Linked DNA regions of Mus musculus: regions 1 and 2 are each linked to region 3. Evidence: chromatin contacts called from public HiChIP or PLAC-seq data. All regions are on one chromosome and are shown on one strand. Each heading gives the region's core, a stretch centred on a gene start, on an enhancer-like site or on the middle of the called end of the contact. The rest is flanking DNA. Distances are from core to core; before and after follow the strand shown. Region 1 overlaps Mbnl2 (muscleblind like splicing factor 2). Region 2 overlaps Mbnl2 (muscleblind like splicing factor 2). Region 3 overlaps Gm4681 (a long non-coding RNA gene).

Region 1 (4,181 bases), core at 1,118-3,617, 190 kb before region 3:
TGCGCATTCGTTAGGACACTTCTGAGTATGCATTTAATGTGACAGATTTTATATGGATAATGTCATCAGTGGGTGTGTGGGTGGTGTTATCTCCCCTGGGGAATTGAGAAATAGTGTCTTATATCTGAGGCTTCCAGAAGCCAGCTTTGAATGTCCACTGCTTTTACAGGACACTTCCATTGGTGAGGGGTGAAAAGGTAAGTTCAGATTGCCTTTCCTCTCTCAACGAAAGGGGAAATAAAAAATGCAGAAATGGACTTAAATTACTACGGTTCAGATCAATTATGAGTTATCTGTCTAGCTTTTGCTTAGTCTAGTCAGAAAAGCCTTTTCTGACGAAAGGGTCTAAAACCGTGGTAGCTTACTATATGGAGTTCCCATTTGATTTCCCAAGCTTTTCTTCTCTTGGGCTAAAAATAGGTTCTTCTGCTTTTAGTATGTAGACAGAGTTTCCTTTTTCAAGATATGCAAATATTAACATTGGTTTGAAGACATATTTACAAGATTGATAAGTTAGAATTATGTCTTTTAAGACATAATTTGTGTATATGTGTGTTCCAGTGTATATGGTGTGTGTTCATGTTTGTGAGTGTGTGTGTGTGTGTGTGTGTGTGTGTGTGTGTGTGTGTGTGTGTGGTGTATATGTACCTGTATATGGTGTGTGAAAATGTGTATGGTATGTGTGTGAGTGTGTGTATGACTGTGTGTATGTGTGTGAGCATATGTATGGTTTATGTGTGTGTGTAGTGTATGTGGTGTGTTTGGTATACATGTGTACATTGTGCACATGTGTGTGTGAGAGAGAAGAGAGTGGATTGTATGTGTGTGTATGTGTGTGTGTGTCTGTCTGTCTGTCTGTCTGTGGTGTGCATGTGGGTTCAAAGTGTTGTTCCTTGGATGCAATCCACCTTCCATAGAAGCAGCATCTCTCATGGCCTGGAACCTGTTAACCAGGCCACAGGCATGCCCCTCTTCTACTTCCCAAGCACTGACCGGGTACCTCCTTTTATTTCCTCATGTGAGTTTTAGGCATAAACCCAGGTCCTCACAAGGCCTTTGCAAACTGAATTATTTCCCTGCTTTGAGACATAATTTTCCACATATGATTTAATCACCTTAAGCACCCAGTCTCTTCAACACCTGAGAATGGGGTCCATGCATTCATAGCACCATGATTTCTCAGAAAGGAAATTGAAAGCATTCGTAATATGCTTTAAAATTGGTAAGCATATTGGAGTTTTTCACAGGCAAAAACATCAAGCTAAGTGTCTTAGCCATCACAACGCCCTTAAGACTACCTAAGCCGATCTGGAATTCAAAGCAGCATAATTGTAGGGTTATAGTAAACCTCAGAGAACTCTCAGCCAACCCATCCCACTTCTTCCAAGCATAGTTTTTCATTGAATTCTCCCATTTCTTCAACCCAAACTCTACCCAACTCAATATACGACTGGGGCAGGCCAGCCTCCACAAGCATTCCTGTCAGGTGGAAGCCAGCTCTCTTCTGAGGTCTCCCATGGAAGTGTTCTGTCTTTCTTCCCTGCACCACAATTACTTGTCACTGTGCCCTACTTTCCCTCCAGACATGAGCTCATCAAGTGGACATCTGAGTCACACTGGATTCCTCCGTGATGTTCCTTACAGAGAGGAGGTCCTTCAAGAACCTAACTTTGAGGGTACACTCAGTAATTTCTGCCAGCCATAAAACATTTTCAAGAAAGAATGAACCCCCACCCCCAGGAAGCATTTTAGGAAGGCTCTAGTCAAGAACAGAAGCCACAAGAAGAGGAACTGAGATGTGAGTCAGAGTGACTGGCACATGAGAGTGACAGGGTCGGCTTCCTCACCTTCATGTAACCCGGAGAAGATCATGTGTTAATAAAACGTTTACTGCCGTTGTCAAAGGCCTGACTTTGATTTGAAACTCTTGGGCACCTGAATGTCAAACCAGACCAGAAATACACCACCATGTATTTTTAATTTAAACACAGATATGGAAAAAAAAATTTTTGTATGCCTAGTATAAATAAGTTTCAGTGAAAACCAAACCAAAAGACAACATAAACCTCCCAGTAGCCACCACAAGGAAGACAGAACCGATCTGAACGGCAAACCCTGCAGAGCTCAATGCAGTGCTCTCCTTGAGAGCCCTACGCAAGCTGGAGGCGACATGTAAAATGATCATCTTACCTTGAGGGAATCAAAGCAGGCAATTACTCTTCCATTTTCAACCTGGCAACTTTTGGGGGGGTGAGCAAACTTGCATTCTTCGTCGGAGCGTGAGCACGTTCCTCTCTGGTACTGTCTGCAGACCTCCAGCGTCAGCCACTTTGTGTCTCTCACGGGGGCAACGTTCAAGGCCATGATGAGAACTACTTTGGGCTCTGTTCCTTTCGGTTAAATGTCGAAATCAATCCGAGTCTCAATGATCTCAAAACAACCGCCGTGAAAACTCCAACATGTAAGTTTGAAGGTAAGCAGTGAATTCTTTAATGCAGTCCAATCCAGGAAACCGGGGAGGGGGAATGTGTCAGCAAGCAGGAAGTCAGTCACCGATCGATAGGCCCCACTGGAAGACTGTGAGCCACAAGCAGTGCGTGCTCACTGTCATCTCTGGCTCCCAGGGTTCTAGTCTCTTGACTGTTTTGCAGATACACCCCTCCTTAATAAAGTGGCTTTAATACGATGGCACTCTTTGGGAAAATATTAGTTCTAATGCTCACAGCTTTGGAGGATGTGGGAAAACAACCCTCTTAGATCTTTGTATTTGAGCAGGATGGCGCTTTCCTTCCTTCGTCCTCTTTAAATTCTGAAATTAAACGATTAGCAAAATCAGATCACTTCATTCACTCAAAGGGTCAGGGAAAAGTACATTCAACGAAAACCAAACAACCAAACAAAAAACCCGAAAACCCCAAGAGCTAAACACATGAAGGACTCCCTGAGGGCTGGTGCCAATGAGAGTGATCTCCGGGACAACTTTAAACCACAAACCTGCAAAACAGTATGACATCGACTTGCGTCGTCTGTACTTAGAGGAATCAAACACTTGACCTGTCCACTAAGCTCAGATATAGAGTTTGTGGAAGTATGGTTTAGACCTCAGAGCTTTCAGTATCACAAGGAAGGTGGTACAAAGTGGAGGAGGAAGAAGAGGAGGAGGAGGAGGAGGGGGAGAGGAGAAGGAGGATGGGGAGGAGGAGGAGGAAAGGGGAAGGGGCAACACACTCAGTGCAGACTAATCTAGGCAACACTCCAAGAGTTAGGAGTGACTCAGACAGATGAGTGTGGCAGACACAGTAATTAGGCCCTTGAAACAATTCCATCTAATGTGCTTAATCACCAAACAGTGTATTAGAAATGTGGTTCTCAATTAATTTCACATTTAGGTCATTGATTTTATTGTTGGGAAGGCTATAAACAACTGTAGGGATGTGTCTCTCCTACAAAATGGAGATATTATTTTGGGTGAAGGATGGGTTCTCTATTCCTTGAGTTCTTTTGAGTTTACAGATATTTGATGCTGGGGTTGATAGACCGGGCCTCCTGATATCTGCTCTCTGAACTCTCAATATCTCTTTGCTTCTGCTGTTTGCTTGGTGCCTGCCTTCCCTGCAACACACTGTTAGGTTAAGGACAATTCTTTGAAGTTTCTGCCACCCAGATGCCTTAGTTCACGGCATCTATTAGGATCCCAAGAAGTGCTCATTGACCAATTAAACTTAGGATCTGATGAACGCAAGTTAACGTCCATCAGGTTCAGCTTAGCTTTAGTTGAGACACAACCCAATATCCTCTCCAGGCTGGGAGATGGGTCAGTGGGTAACGATGTTTGCTGCCAAGTCTTACAACCTGAGTTTGATCTCTGAGACCCGCATTGTACAAGGAGAGAACTGACTCTGGAAGTTGTCCTCTGACCTCTGACCTCCACACACCCCTCATACAGAGAAGTTTAAAAATGTTAATGAACTTTAAAAAACTCTATTTAGAATGTGAAGATTAAAAGGCATGCCTGTAACACACTGTAAGATGTCTAAGAACAGAAGATTTCAGCTGTTTTCCTTCTTCAAAGATCATGAAATTAGTAACATTAAAATTGAACATTATAAAGATAAACACAAATAAAAGTAAATTAATCATTTGCAGACATTGTATGTAAGCCTTGATGTCCTTCTAAAAAT
Region 2 (3,920 bases), core at 847-3,346, 160 kb before region 3:
TGCTAACAGGACATGAAACAAACAGATTTTAATCCATATTCTCTAAAGGGAGGGACTGGGCTTTGTGAAGATGATTCAGAATGTATTTGAAAACTGTTAGTTATATTTTGATTGGGACATATTTTGAAAACCTTTCTCAAGTAAAAGCTGGAAAGATTTTAGGTACCAGGGTATTATACACTTCTGTTTTCACTCCCTCTGTTTTTGAGTTTCTTTTCCACTATTCTGCTCCTGTTTCGCCCTGTGCGTTGATCGAATGGATTCTAACCACACTTCGTTCTTTGTGCATGGTCCAAATTGTATGACCCAGAGCTCCGGCCAACACCTAACTTTCAAAAGTCTCTCTGCTATTGATGGGGGGTGGAAGTGACTTCTTCTAACACAGGCAACTAGGTCACCACATTCAGGAAGGAAGTGGGGTCTGGTTCCAGGAAGCACCTGGAAACAAGCACCCTTGCTTATTCTCTCTCTGGACAACAAAGCCATTGACCTTCCTCCAGGGCTCGAGTGCCAGAATGACTGACTGACAGATGCCACCAGAGACTTTCTTAGCTCCAGAGAAAGTCCTGCACTCATTCATTCATCTCCAAAGTTTAAATTCAGGAGTTGGGTCCTAACATGGTCTACTTACCATCTGCTTAAACAACCTAAAAACAGGCTGAGTGGAGACAGAATTAGTTTTATCTGTGCCAAAACAGCTCAAGGAATGGCCGACTATGGAGACTGTTCAAGTGCTCCATTTTCACACATGCACATTGTGAAACCCTTCAGATATAGACCCTCCTGTTTCCAAAAGCAACCACATTTCAACTATGTTAGAAATACAATGACTCCTTTAGTCCGAGATAGCATGTTTCAGGGGCTCACCATTTCCACCAAATGTAAACATACCCCAAAGCCTAGCATAAAATTCTTTTTGCATCATGTAAGGCCTTCTGCGTTCTGCTGAGAGAACAACGGGGTCTTTGTGAGGGAAAACAAGAGTTGAACTTGCAAAAATGCTTGAGTTGAAATCACTGATCATCCTAGACTGCTTGGAGGGCTGTTAGGAGTATACCCACCCCCAAAAATATATCTTAACTATTATGTACATGATCTTTAAAATTGGGTTTTAAATGCCTTTTATGTAGGTGATCACATTTAATCCTACTCATCAGAGAAGTAGATAACCCATCCTATTTGAAAGATGGGGAAACTGAAGTTCAAATAGATTAGCAAAGTTGCCTAAAGTTGTGCTTCCATCCTGCAACAAGGCCAGTGTTTGAATGTGGAGCTTGAACAGCCTCTAGGAACGAGAGCTAGGAGGTCAGTGAAGAATGTGTCTAAACCTCTGGATTCTTCCAATAAATGTAGACTCCTGGGCTCCACCCCAGATATCTCAATTTAGTGTTTTGGGGCACAGGCCAAAAAAATCTCCTTTTGTTTTTTTTTTTTGTTTGTTTGTTTGGTTGGTTGGTTGGTTGGTTGGTTTGGTTTAAGTTTTTCTTTGTTTGTTTGTTTTTTAATTCAAGCTTCCAAAGAGTTTGAGCTGCCAACAAAACCAAGTCTTGAGAGCACTGTGATCAATCAGCTTTTGCAATGGGGATGGCAAAAGCGATGTCTTTCTTCTCCTGGAGTCACTGTTGGGTAAAGCAGGTGTGTTATAGATACTTGGCCTTGTCACATCCTTCAAACCTCACTCTGGCCTTGACCATAGCGTGCTTGTCTTTGATTAGGTTTTCAAGTGGCTAGTCTCTCAAAGGGGAAGAAACTGGCCAATCTATTTTGTGAGTTGTTCCTCTGCAGAGGGACACAACCAAAAGTGTCACTTCTGTGTCGATGAAGCAACTAGAATTTGCTTCTAAAAAATGTCAGACACTCTAGACAACTCCCAGCTCAGCATTTTAGCCCTAGCCTTTCTCTGACCACTCCCCTTATCCACCAGCATTCCTCTGTAAAGTTTGAATAAATAAATAAATAATAAGATCCCTGGTTGGAGATTCTAGGGCAGAGCTGGCCTCCCTTCAGTACTATAAAGCTTCACAGGACTGCTTCACAGGACTGCACTCCCAGGGTGACAATGGATTCAGTTTACACTGCAATGGAAAGTTCTGCCTATGTTTGGGCGGATGATGAGGCACGGATTTGTGTGAGTCTGACTCATAGCTAATCCTCATCTAAAGAAATGCCTGCCTTGATAATAAAATACTTCATTCATTCCATCTTATCTTGAAAATATTTGTTGGGGTTGTACTGGTTGCCAGACAACAGCTTATACGTGCCATACGTGAGGATTACTACAGGACACACTTAGCAGCGTCCACACACACATCTCTCATGATAGCTTATAGTAAGTAAAGGAGCAATGCTCTGACCCAGGGAATGAGCAAAACTCAAGGGAAAATAGCAAAAGAAAGACAATGTTGCCCCACCATGCTGACAGCAGCCGTGTTTCTGAGTTGTGTTTCTGAGTCATGGCTAAGCCTGTAAATGATACAAAGCTCACCTTCAATTAGAAATGGGGATCAGAGCAGCCCGCTGGCCTCTCCTCAACACACTTAGTCTAATGAGAACAACGTACGTCCGACAAAACCCTGGACACTTCCTGGAGAAGCACCGAGATCTCGATTTACCACCTGCCATTAGATTTACCTGACTCTTTTCACCTTCCCCACCATGGAAGAATCAAACCTCTTCCTGTAACTGCTCTCAAACTCTTTCTTCCCTGTGGCTTCAGGCGCTCCATTCCCAGAAGCTGCTTCTGACTCAAAGGTCAGCAGTGTCCTCTGTCAGCCTAGCACACCTCCCCCACAAGACCCACCAACCACCTTAACCCTGTTGCCTCTCCCCTGCCCACTGCACCTCCTTTGATTGCCATAAACACCACACACTTTTCAACAGTTATACATTCCATACTTGCAGGAACTTGTAGTCCAGTGTTCCACTCACAATTCTTCCTAATGTGTTTCCAAAGGCCAGGCTTGCCTTTTTAACCCCCCTCACGCCAGGACTACATGCCCAGCTCCCATCTTTCTCCAACTTCAGAATCTGCCATTATTTCTCACAACCCTTTGGTTATCTAAGCCCTTAATGTAGGGTAAAGTGGAAAACATCATCTATTATACAGACTCCAAGGTACTGGGAGATGTCACAAGGCCCACACACCTGGGCCTAGGTACACTCTTTGAAATGTCATCATCTGCTGTGTATGTGTATGTCCACAAAGAGCCTAGGCTATCCCCTTAAATATGCATTCTCTGAGGCTGTGCCATCAACTTTTTTCTAGATTCCTTGTGTCCTTAATAGACTCCTGTTTTCACCTCAAATATCAGCCTTCTGCAGATAAATACCAAATTCACACCACGGTCTGCACATCACAAAGCCTACACCCACCCTTCTCACAACACCTGGAACCCCAGCCTCCGACACCGGCTCCCCATCCACGTCACCGAGCGTCTCTGGTGTGTCTGTTTGTGTCTCCAGGTCCTCTCTATACTATTTCCCTTACCCTCCAGTAAGTCCCACCCAAGCCCCTGGTCCTGGCTCTGCATCAGTACATCACTTCCTGGTTCTTCAACATTCCAGCTCCTGGAGCCTTCGGGGCTCACCCAAGTACCCCTCACCTGGGTCTAAATCAGCCTCAGGCTACGACTGATCCTATCTCACATCTGTTCACAAACACCTGGTGGCTGCTGCACTCTAATGAAGTCTGAGGCCCAAGCTGTAGCTAGCATTCAGAGACACCTGCAACTCGGCCCACGCCAAGCTCCAACTGGCAGACAGGCTGTGGTCCAAAGAGTATGTATGCCTGGGTGCTTCCGAAGTTCATGGCATGCCCTGGGACTTCCCGGAGGCCACTGGAGACGTTGTCTCCTCCAGGAAGCCTTCCCTGGCTTGTTTAGATGGCCGAAATCTTCTCACGGGGGCTTTGTAACACAGGT
Region 3 (3,852 bases), core at 16-2,515:
AGTTTGAACTTGCTGGTAACTAGTATGAAGCCAGTAGGTTTGAGATAAACCCCACCCCCCCAACCCACAATTCCCTTTTCTTCTGGGGAACTGGAGAATCTCCTCTTTTTTCAGGGGTCATATATACTGAAGCTATTCCTGCCCTTCCGAACAAGGTCAAACAAATACACTCAAGATTTTTCAGATATTGGCCCTCCAATTTTTAAAAAAAGATCCATTTATTCATTATATGTAAGTACACTGTACCTGTCTTCAGACACACCAGAAGAGGGCATCAGATCTCATTACAGATGGTTGTGAGCTACCATGTGGTTGCTGGGATTTGAACTTAGGACCTCTGGAAGGGCAGTTAGTGCTTTTAACTGCTTAGCCATCTTTCCAGCCCAGGCCTTCCAAAATTTGAAGGCAAACTAGGAGCCCCCCCCCCCCAGGCTGTTCCCCAGACTTCCAAGCACACAGAAACCGTCTGGGGAGCTGAGGAACGTCAGGCTGTGATCCAGCAGTTCTGGGGTGAAGATCATAGACCCCCCACCCGTGCCTGGGTCAACTGCTCAAAGGAAAAACTGAATTATATGTTGTCTTTCAGTTCAAGAAATCTTCCAATATCATTTTAGTTCCTATCCTCAAGCATTTATAAAAGCGCTGGACCTACATCGGGCTTTTATTACATCATGTCCAATACGTCTGGACAGAAGACTGTTAAAAACAGAAGGAAAACAAAACAAAACAAAACAACCTCCCAAAACCAACCCATACATCCTTTCCTTATTCGCTCCAGCCCCAGTCTCAGCCCTGTTTTGAAATAGTTACATCTTTCAGTTACTTATAGCACGGTTATCATCTGGAAATTGGAGCAAAGATGATGAAGGGATGCTATAACGAAATACAAGGTGTCTGGTGCGCATTGATATGACTAGGAACGTAATTAATGCCTCTTTAAAACTGAACAAAAGCAGAGCAAGAAAGTAAAAAAACAAAAAAAACCCCAAAAACCAAAGCGATTACGCATCAGCTGCCGAAACACTGTGTCCTAGCTTAAACGAGGCTGGAAAAATGCTTCCACAAATGAGAATGGGATGCTTGAGGACTCCAGCCTTTCCCGGAGGGGTTGTAATGGCTCCAGTCTCCCAGACGGGCTGCGCAGCGGCGCCGACGAGCTCTGCTGCCCCCTGCTGGACGGAATGCCGGACTCGCGCCAGCCTGTCTGCGAGGCCAGCGCTGGCTCCCTCGGGGCCCAGCGCTCATCCTGCAGGTTATGCAACACCAGGCTGCTACCAGCTCGCTTCAGGAAAGGAAACCATTGACTTCCTGGAGCTCCAACTGAGCCAGTGTTAAGAGGAAGGCGGAGACTAGAAAAGGACACGTACACGTCCAGTCTTGGAGGCGCTGGGAAAGTCTGTGTACAACCCTAAAAAGTAGGAGGAGCCTTCCTGTTTTCCGGTTAAGAGATGCAAGGCTTGGAGTGTGTGTATGGAGGGGGAGTGGACTAACTGAGAGGAAGTGGTGTGGAGATGGGCAGCTGGCTATGGTCTTCCAGTGGCGCCACACCTCCTCAAGCCCAGCTATCGACGTGGTGGGTGGCAATGCCTGGTTTCCAGAGTGCAGCCCCAGCTTCCAGCTCCTTCAAGATCATAGATCTTTTAGCTGTATTCTGCTTTGACCTTCAAGGTTTTAAACTCTGACTTGTTGAAACGTACCCCATGTGTTGGTCTTTCCTAACTAGACACAGTGAAGGCTCTAGAGATTGACATTTTAAGATGGAGCAGGGTTATCCCCTCCTCTTAGGGCCCAGAAACAATAGTCCAGATCACCAGAGAAATTTTTCTTCAATTTGGACCAACCCTTTAGAGTTGTACTTTTTGGATGCCTCCTGGTGTGAAGTGAGGGAGACAGTTCACTCTTGTCCAATCTGGATGTGGATTAATGGTATTTTCCAGCCCATAAAAGTATTTAAAAATTTTTATTTCACACTGGGTTATGAAGCATCGCTGTCATTCTGACAGTTCAACTGGAACTTTCACAATTAAACCTGATAAGAACTGAAAGTCACCGTAGAGATTCCAAGGCACCGTCCTCTTATTTTATAGATGATGTTCTGGGCTTTTCAACCAAATAAGAATAGATCTCTGGAGACAGCAAGATGACCACCACGTGTCTGTTCTCAGTCTTTGGATGGTACCTTTCACATCCTGGCAGGAAAAAAGCTGAGTCAGCGCCGCAGAGTCGGAGCCTGATTATCACATTCAGTAGCTACTGCCAAGCATACATTAGCACCTCTTCCAGAACTCTCCTCGGTCTGCACAGAGTACCCAGAGACTCTGCTCATGAGAACACAATACCGCACAGGAGCCAAGGAAGCCCAAAGTTGTCCACCCTGACCTGGTGATGAATGTCATCAGACCTCCTTTGTCAGTCATAGCCAACGTGTAGACCGAGACCATATCTTGCAGAGTTTCTGGATGCACAGCCCTTGCCAGTCATAAATGAATGAAAGTATGGTAAGCTATGATGGAGCTCTGCCAGTCTGCAGTGCTGTTAGGACAAGAACTCACAGGATTTCAGGGAAGAACTGTGGGGAGGGGACACTGAAGCCTTAGATGCTGTCATCTCAGCAGGGAGAAACCTCTTCCTCCTACACCCTTCAAAGAAAACAAAAAGAAACAAAATAATAAAACTAATAACAAAATAACAAAAGCATTACCCTCACTTTTCTGGTCTCCCCTGCCACTTTTCTTAGGATACAGTTTCAATAGAAGATATTCTAAACAAGTTCACGTGTTTGAATGCTTCTTGGCTTGAAGTTCGGTGCTCTTTGGGTGATTATGAAACTGTGGTTGGTTGAAGAAAAGGGGTCGTGGGGAGTCAGGTCCTTTGGGTCATAGCTCAGTCCTACTTCTGACCCCAGTCTCTCTGTGTGCCATCTGTTAAGATGTAAGCAAGCATCCCCTATACTCCTGCTGTTCTGGTTCACCTACACGATGACCCACACTCTCACACCAGGAGCTAAAATTATTTTCTCCTTCAATGTGCTTCTTGCCAGGCATTTGATTGCAGCAATTTCAAAAACTAATCAATCTACCTTACTAGTAAGAACTTCAGTGGTCTCTGTTTTATTTTATACCAGGTAGGGCAATGGAGAAAAGAAACTCAGGATTGCTCAAAACACAGCCACCCATACCTGATGCTCAACACGCAGCCAGGCACACCGGATGCCAGAAAGGTGCAGCCCAGCTGCTTGTAAGTGAAGGGTCGGGTGGGGATGTCAGACAGTCCCGGGATGAACTAAGGCTCTGTTCTAGGCATGTATTTATAACTCATAGTTTGTGTGTTCGCGGAAGACACAGAAATATTATCAACTAGTAAGCAGGATTGTGCAAGACTCTGCTCATGACAAGTGATTCCTCACAGGAGCCAAGAAAGCCCAGAGATGTCCACCCTGAATTACTGATAAGACATCATCAGATCGCCTTAGTTAGATGCCGCTGACACACATTCAGAGACCTGATCTGGCAGAGTTTCCAGGTGTATCGAAAGTACATTGAGTTTAAGATGAATGAACTATTGAACAGTGAGGCTCAGGGAGTGGCTAGTGGATCAGTGGGTAAGAAAAGCACTGGACACGTGTGTGTGGCCTTGGTGACCTGATCTACCAAGTAAAAAACGAGACAGTGGGTGTCTCTCTGGGTCACGATCATCAGATAAAAGTCTGCTGTAACTCACTGTAATCCTCAGGAGCTGCTCGGTGCTCCCCTCCCCCATAGTTTTAGAATAGGTGGGTGGGGCTGGGCTGCCAAATGTGCCAACACCATGTTTGGCGGCTGTGACTTGCAGCCTAGTCTGGAGCTGAGTGGA

The links. HiChIP or PLAC-seq counts read pairs in DNA pulled down with a chosen protein or histone mark.
Region 1: a contact with region 3 is called in an H3K27ac HiChIP or PLAC-seq map of embryonic fibroblasts, with 7 times the contacts expected there. The contact joins two enhancer-like sites. A contact is called at or near these places in 7 of 484 Hi-C or Micro-C datasets (Sertoli cells, bone marrow-derived macrophages, cerebral cortex and 4 more) and 8 of 115 datasets of contacts at active chromatin or transcription factors (bone marrow-derived macrophages, embryonic fibroblasts, embryonic stem cells and 3 more).
Region 2: an H3K27ac HiChIP or PLAC-seq map of embryonic fibroblasts shows a contact between it and region 3, with 22 read pairs. The contact joins two enhancer-like sites. A contact is called at or near these places in 7 of 484 Hi-C or Micro-C datasets (the N1E-115 cell line, bone marrow-derived macrophages, embryonic fibroblasts and 4 more), 11 of 115 datasets of contacts at active chromatin or transcription factors (bone marrow-derived macrophages, craniofacial prominence, embryonic basal ganglia and 7 more) and 2 of 9 other capture datasets (adipose tissue and pancreatic islet).

Annotation. Positions count from the first base shown.
Region 1 is chr14:120,323,422-120,327,602 of GRCm38.p6, reverse strand. Mbnl2 (muscleblind like splicing factor 2) reads right to left here. Exons shown (of 8, transcript NM_207515.2): 2 at 2,191-2,809. The coding sequence starts at 2,364. Among named protein-coding and RNA genes, the nearest start is that of Gm52122, 5.3 kb to the right of the region's middle. Within about 2 kb of position 2,367, at least 114 of the 459 cell types and tissues checked have an H3K27ac peak or open chromatin away from gene starts, as enhancers often do. A contact at or near this core is called in bone marrow-derived macrophages, embryonic fibroblasts, muscle stem cells and 1 more, where this site is marked.
Region 2 is chr14:120,291,172-120,295,091 of GRCm38.p6, reverse strand. All of the region lies in intron 1 of Mbnl2 (muscleblind like splicing factor 2), which reads right to left. All of the region lies in intron 2 of Gm52122 (a long non-coding RNA gene), which reads left to right. Among named protein-coding and RNA genes, the nearest start is that of Mbnl2, 17 kb to the right of the region's middle. Within about 2 kb of position 2,096, at least 77 of the 459 cell types and tissues checked have an H3K27ac peak or open chromatin away from gene starts, as enhancers often do. A contact at or near this core is called in embryonic fibroblasts, granulosa cells, muscle stem cells and 2 more, where this site is marked.
Region 3 is chr14:120,135,369-120,139,220 of GRCm38.p6, reverse strand. Gm4681 (a long non-coding RNA gene) reads left to right here. Exons shown (of 7, transcript XR_001781467.2): 2 at 3,125-3,237. Among named protein-coding and RNA genes, the nearest start is that of Gm4681, 4.8 kb to the left of the region's middle. Within about 2 kb of position 1,265, at least 195 of the 459 cell types and tissues checked have an H3K27ac peak or open chromatin away from gene starts, as enhancers often do. A contact at or near this core is called in bone marrow-derived macrophages, embryonic fibroblasts, granulosa cells and 3 more, where this site is marked.